2 separate regions of the Mus musculus genome follow, and region 2 is linked to region 1. A link is a contact called in public Hi-C data. All regions are on one chromosome and are shown on one strand. Each heading gives the region's core, a stretch centred on a gene start, on an enhancer-like site or on the middle of the called end of the contact. The rest is flanking DNA. Distances are from core to core; before and after follow the strand shown.

What was found. A called contact is a pair of places that touch in the nucleus more often than the background predicts.
Region 2: a contact with region 1 is called in a Hi-C map of liver, with 1.6 times the contacts expected there. The contact joins two enhancer-like sites. A contact is called at or near these places in 2 of 15 datasets of contacts at CTCF or cohesin (embryonic stem cells and pro-B cells), 12 of 484 Hi-C or Micro-C datasets (B cells, Sertoli cells, cerebellum and 7 more), 2 of 115 datasets of contacts at active chromatin or transcription factors (astrocytes and embryonic stem cells) and 1 of 9 other capture datasets (embryonic stem cells).

What each region holds. Positions count from the first base shown.
Region 1 is chr6:113,827,224-113,829,923 of GRCm38.p6, reverse strand. The region is part of intron 2 of Atp2b2 (ATPase, Ca++ transporting, plasma membrane 2); the gene reads left to right. Among named protein-coding and RNA genes, the nearest start is that of Atp2b2, 63 kb to the left of the region's middle. Within about 2 kb of position 1,308, at least 13 of the 459 cell types and tissues checked have an H3K27ac peak or open chromatin away from gene starts, as enhancers often do. A contact at or near this core is called in liver, where this site is marked.
Region 2 is chr6:113,956,476-113,959,175 of GRCm38.p6, reverse strand. It overlaps a transcript of Atp2b2 not described here. Among named protein-coding and RNA genes, the nearest start is that of Gm15083, 47 kb to the left of the region's middle. Within about 2 kb of position 1,410, at least 13 of the 459 cell types and tissues checked have an H3K27ac peak or open chromatin away from gene starts, as enhancers often do. A contact at or near this core is called in liver, where this site is marked.

The DNA of each region.
Region 1 (2,700 bases), core at 59-2,558:
CTGCAAACTTCTGCTGTCCCTTACTTGAGACCATGTGGTGGACAGAGGCCATCAGGAGACCTGGGTAGGAAGGGAACCTATAAGGAAAGGGAAATACTGCCCCCCCCTTCCAGGAACAACAAAATAGACACTGGCCTCTTACCAGCAGCTCACACATGTAGGAGGGAGACACCACCACTCACCCCATTTGGTGGAGGAGGAAATTGAGGCACAGAGAGATTGACTGACTTGTCCAGGTCACATGATTGTGGGAAGAAAACCTAGGCCTGAATAAATGAGAACCCATGGTCTTGATCTGTCATGAGAGGCGAAGGGCATCCACAGGACTCTTCCCACCTTGGAGGCACAGGAGTCCAGCTCAGCAACCTGACACCCTTCACTTTCTCCTAAACACACTTAGGGCCAGATGTGAGCAGGTAGGCGGGGCTGGCAGATATGTGATCTGTCAATGAGACTGAGGTATCATTTGCCCTGCACACCCAGTGTGCTAGATGTCTGTGGATTCTAAGGGTGCATGTGGCTGTGTTCGGGTTCCCGGGTCTACTTCTTGGGTTTGTCACTGTGTGAGCGCAATAATCTTCATAGTCTTTGTACATCAAAGAGTTCAGGAGAATAATCTTGCTGTGGCCCACCACCCCATTAGAGGGCCTCTGAGCTGGCCTGAGCTGGCAGAGGTGCACCCCAGCTGCCCCCTTATTAGCCTTGGGTCACAAAGGGAGGCTGGGCAATATCTGGGCTTGGCTGTGGTAGGAGGCAGAAGGCTTCCTCTTAAAAGAGGGGCAGGACTCCAGTGGCCCAGAGGACTAAGCAAGGAAATGGGCTTGGGTGGTGTAGGACCAGGCTGCTAATCTGTCTCTCTCAGGATGCTAATCTGTCTCTCTCATGTTCCTACTTTGGGGCTGATGTTTGATCCTGAGCTTGGAGCTCCTCTGCTGTTCCACACCCACTCAGGCTTGTCCAAAGTGTGCTAACAAGCCCATTGGCAGCAGCCAGGCTTCAGGTCATTAATGAAGAACATGCAGCTGTGTGGGGCCTGATAGAGGCCTCACGTGGGTGGCACAGGACAGCTTGGGGAAGGCAGGACAAGCCCTTTACCGCAGTGGCTGCTGTCTGTGTTGCCAGCATCTTCCCAACGAGGAGACCAAGGCACTGTGTGCCACAGTCACACCCTAACAAGTAGCAGAAGCCAGATAGGAGCCTAAGCCTGCTGGCTCCAGCTCGGTTCCCTCAGCCTCAGGTTGGTCCCAGCTCTCCAGGTCACACAGCCCTTCCAGACCTCCGGGAAAACATGCCGCCTCAGTCCTGAACTTTCAACTTTGTCCCTGAACTTGACAGGCATGGTGACCCTCTGTATGACACGCTTTCAGGTCGTGATGGTTTAATGATGTGACGACTGAGAAAGAATTACCTCTAGTAGATGTGGCACCATTCGGCATGAGGTTTAAGGGCACTGACCTGGCTCCTTTGTGGAAATAAACAAACTCAAGCCATAAGCATGGGTGCTGAGGCCGGTGGACACCTACTGTGCTCTAGATTATTTGGAAACTGGCTTTGATGCCAGAGGCAATCCCCTGGCCAAGTGTGTGCATATCTACCGATGAGGTTTAGCCTTCTGAAACCTCTTTTAAAGCTCATCCATGCATTTCTTGAGCACCTACTGTGTGCTGAGCAGAGCTCTAGGCGCAGCAGTTCATGCAATCATCAGTGTGCCTGTGTTCACAGGACTTGCATGTGTGCATGGGTGGCAGGAAAAAGCCAAGGAACCGAGCAGTGTGGGAGCTTGCCCAGGGTTCTGGAGGCTCTAGCGGCTGCGGGCAGAAAGCTACACTGGGAAACAGCACAGGGAGGTGTCTGAGCACAGGAGAGGGAGGCAGTAGAAGCTGGAGGATGGACAGGAGAGGGTGGGCAAAGGCTGAGATAGGGTCTATCTAGGGCATGGAACTGGAGGGCAGTGGGCAGGGAGTGGAGGCCATGCGAGGATTAGAGGCTGTCCTCTTAGGTATGGGACATTTCTGGGGGTGGATGGGAAGTGCAGCATGCTTGTTTTGGCCAAAAGCCTGCAAAGTGAGTTCTAAACTGTCAGTCTCACAGGGAAGGAAAAGCTGAGGTCTAAGGGGAGACGTTGCTTGCCCAGTGAGATGCGGCATGGCCAGTATCTTAGCGCAGACCTGGGCTAAGTAAGCTCCTCGCACTGCCTTCTCACTGTTGTCTGCTCACCTTGAGGATGTCCCTGGCTCCATCCAGGCTTCTGCCATCATGCTCTACACCTGACTGTCCTGGCACTCTGTTCTGTCATTTTGTTTCATGGCTGGGCCCCGGGCTGAACATAACTTGGTAGAATGTGATTTGAAGGTTTGTTCGGAACATCATGTCTCCCATACAATTGCAAGGAGCTACATTCTTGGTTGCTAGGCAGCCAGGTGCAACCCAGTGCAGGGGGTTGGGGAGGGGTGAGTGACTCAGCCTAAGCATCCACCCTTCTTTGCTAGTGTGCCTCAAGAGACAACCCCTCCCAGACAAGCAAGGAAAACCCCGGGCCAAAATGGATGCAAGCGGAAAGGGCTAACAGTTCAAATCAAACAGAACAGCTTCTGCCCACAGAGGAAAACTGAGCCAAGGGTCTCCTTTAGAAATAATAGGAAAAGCTCTTCATGGCCAACACAGTGAACCATGTTTTTGACCAGGTACCAAACGCTGTTC
Region 2 (2,700 bases), core at 161-2,660, 130 kb before region 1:
AGCACAGACTTAAACTACTGCAGCCAGGAAGGTACATTGCTTGGAGTCACCCACTCGGGATGCCAAATGCTAGAGAGAAATGTGGAATGTAGGTACCCCCCAAGCCAGTATTGTCACCACGAGCAATTAGGCTGGGCCTAGAGGAAGCAGGGTTGAGATGGAGGGCACAGGGTTGGCTTTTCTATGCACCATTTGGATCTATTGCTAGGAAGGTCAAGGACTCCCCAGGCACCTGGCTGAATGCTATGGAAAGTTCCAGGAGAAAAACCCTTCATTAGAGGGCGCTCTTTTCTTATCACATCTTTAATGCTCAACCATCAACCACTGCTACTCAAAGCATGGCCCCAAATGCAACCCTCCCAGCCACACTGGGGCAAGGACTGGGCCTCCTTGCAAAGGCCTCAAGTCTTATATACTGTATGCTCTTTATCCTCAAGTGGGTTTTGAGAGTAGGTGAAAGAGAGCCAAGGGGAAGAAGGAAGGGGGCAAGAAGCGCTTGCTTGCTTGCTTGATGAAGAAGTGACCTTGCTGGGAGCAGCACTGGGAACGAGGACTCTGACTCTGCCCACCCCTGTACTGCCAGCTGCAGCCAGATGTCTGCTAAAAGAAGGCACAGCTGCTGGGCTTTGTATATTATCGTTAAATGCTCATGAATCATCTGCTGCAAGCCGAGCACAGCTCCAGGGCTAGCTCCAGCAATCTGAGGGACACCATTCCCATTAAATGGTACATAGACGGTGCTGGCACACCTATGTCACGTAGTGCTGATTCTGTTCCTTATGCCTCTGCACCCCATACCGCCACAAAGGCCACCCCGAACCTCCAGATGGGTCTGGCTTGTAGGGTTGTCCCTGCTTCTTTCTCTCACCGCATTCATTTCAGCCTGGTCCTCTTTGGTCACACTACACCATAGACCTTTCCCTAAATCGATGGGCTCCACCCCTTTTCAAAACATTGCAGTTGCTGTTCCTCGCTTCACCAACATGCTCCCAAATTTGTACAGCTGACTCATGTACCCTGTCCCTCTGTCAAGTCAAAGGTTGCTTCTTCCCTGTCTCCCTCAGATGCACAGCCCTCTGTCCCACTGTATTATTTTCTGCAACATGCATAAAACCTGAGCAGTGATCTCAGATCAAGCAGCCAGCTTATTCATTTCCATATTCATTGTCTCCCTGCTGGGACGCTTACCCTGGGAGCAATGACTCTACTTCTATCATGCTTACCCTGTGTTTGCAGCACAGGCCGGAAACAGGTGTCCCTGTGTGGTGGCTGAGAGAGGTGCCCAATCCCTCCCTGAGACCCCTCTTTGAAGAGGATCAAACAGAGAGGTGGCTGTCAGTCCTGGCTCTGGGTCCATACCTGCAATGTGCCTGCTTCCTGGCTCTGGAAGCTCAAGGTAGCATCTGCAACAGCTCTGGTCAAGAGTCCAGGTCCCAGGGAAGGCAATGACCTCAAACTGAGAATTCCTCCCCCTGGACAGAACACTGCTGCCTCGGAATGGAGAAGGTATTTTTAAATGTTCTCGCGAGTGCCAAAGTATGTCTTGTTAAAAATAAGGTCTGTGCGCATTGAGATGCCGCTCAGGTTCGCCTGCCGCCGCAGTGTTTAAATTAACCACATCGTGCGCCCAGCGAATTCCGAGCGACGTGTGAATCATTCGGGGTGAAAAAGTTGGGAGCTGATATTTGCTGAGGTCGTTAGGTATTTACCCAGCACACCCCTCCCCAGAACTGCTCTGTGCCAGCTCTGTAAATATCAAGGCTTTCCTTCCCCCTATGCATGCACGCAGCCCTGCCCACCTTCCCCATTTCAGAGCTCAGGAAATCCAGGGTCAAGAGTTCAATGGCTTGGCCAACTTCTGATGACCGGTGCCCTTAAAGGGGAGTTTCAGTGGCATTTTGGTCACAGCAAAGACCCTGCTCAGTCAGTCCTTCCTTTTCTTCACCTAACATGGGTCCTCTCCTAGCGGGGATCACGGGTGGTCCTTTGAGGAAAATTTTTTTTGATTCCTGGCAGTGCCAGAGAAGAATCTCCCATGTGTATCCTCACGGGCAGCCTTTGTGACCCACAAATGTCACTTTCAGAGTGTCCATCTGCAGTCTCTGAGTCCCCAGTTGTGGGCAGCTATCACAGCTGGCTCTCACTCCTGCCCTGCCCCCATTACCCAGGTATCAGCATCCCAGCTCCCCAGTCCCTGCCCACCCAGCTGGCTAAGCAGTCCCTGCCCACCCAGCTGGCTATCTGTTCCTGGGGACTCAGCTTGGATTCCACCTGGTCCAGGAGCCCCATTTACCCACTTCCCAAGATGTCCCCAGGTCGTAGCTGCTGTGTTTACTTTCAGTTTGCAGCTGGAGTTGGCTCTGGGCCACAAGGCCTGATGCTGGCTGCTGGAAACGTGACCTTGGGCAAGCCCAGCACCTTGGAGCCTCATCCATGACATCTATGACATGGGTGAGGTGACATGACATCTATGGCATGGGTGAGGTGACATGACATCTATGGCATGCGTGAGGTGACTCTTTCAGAGCTACTGTAGGGTTCTCCATGGGAGGGTGGAGGCTCTCAGTTCACAAGTGTGAGACAGAGATCAGGAAGTTTTCCCTGTGGAGAATCAGGATAGTGAGTGTTTTTAGATGAATGCTGGACGCAGGAGTACCAGAGCACATGTAAAGGGCACATCCACTGTCACCATGAAAGTCT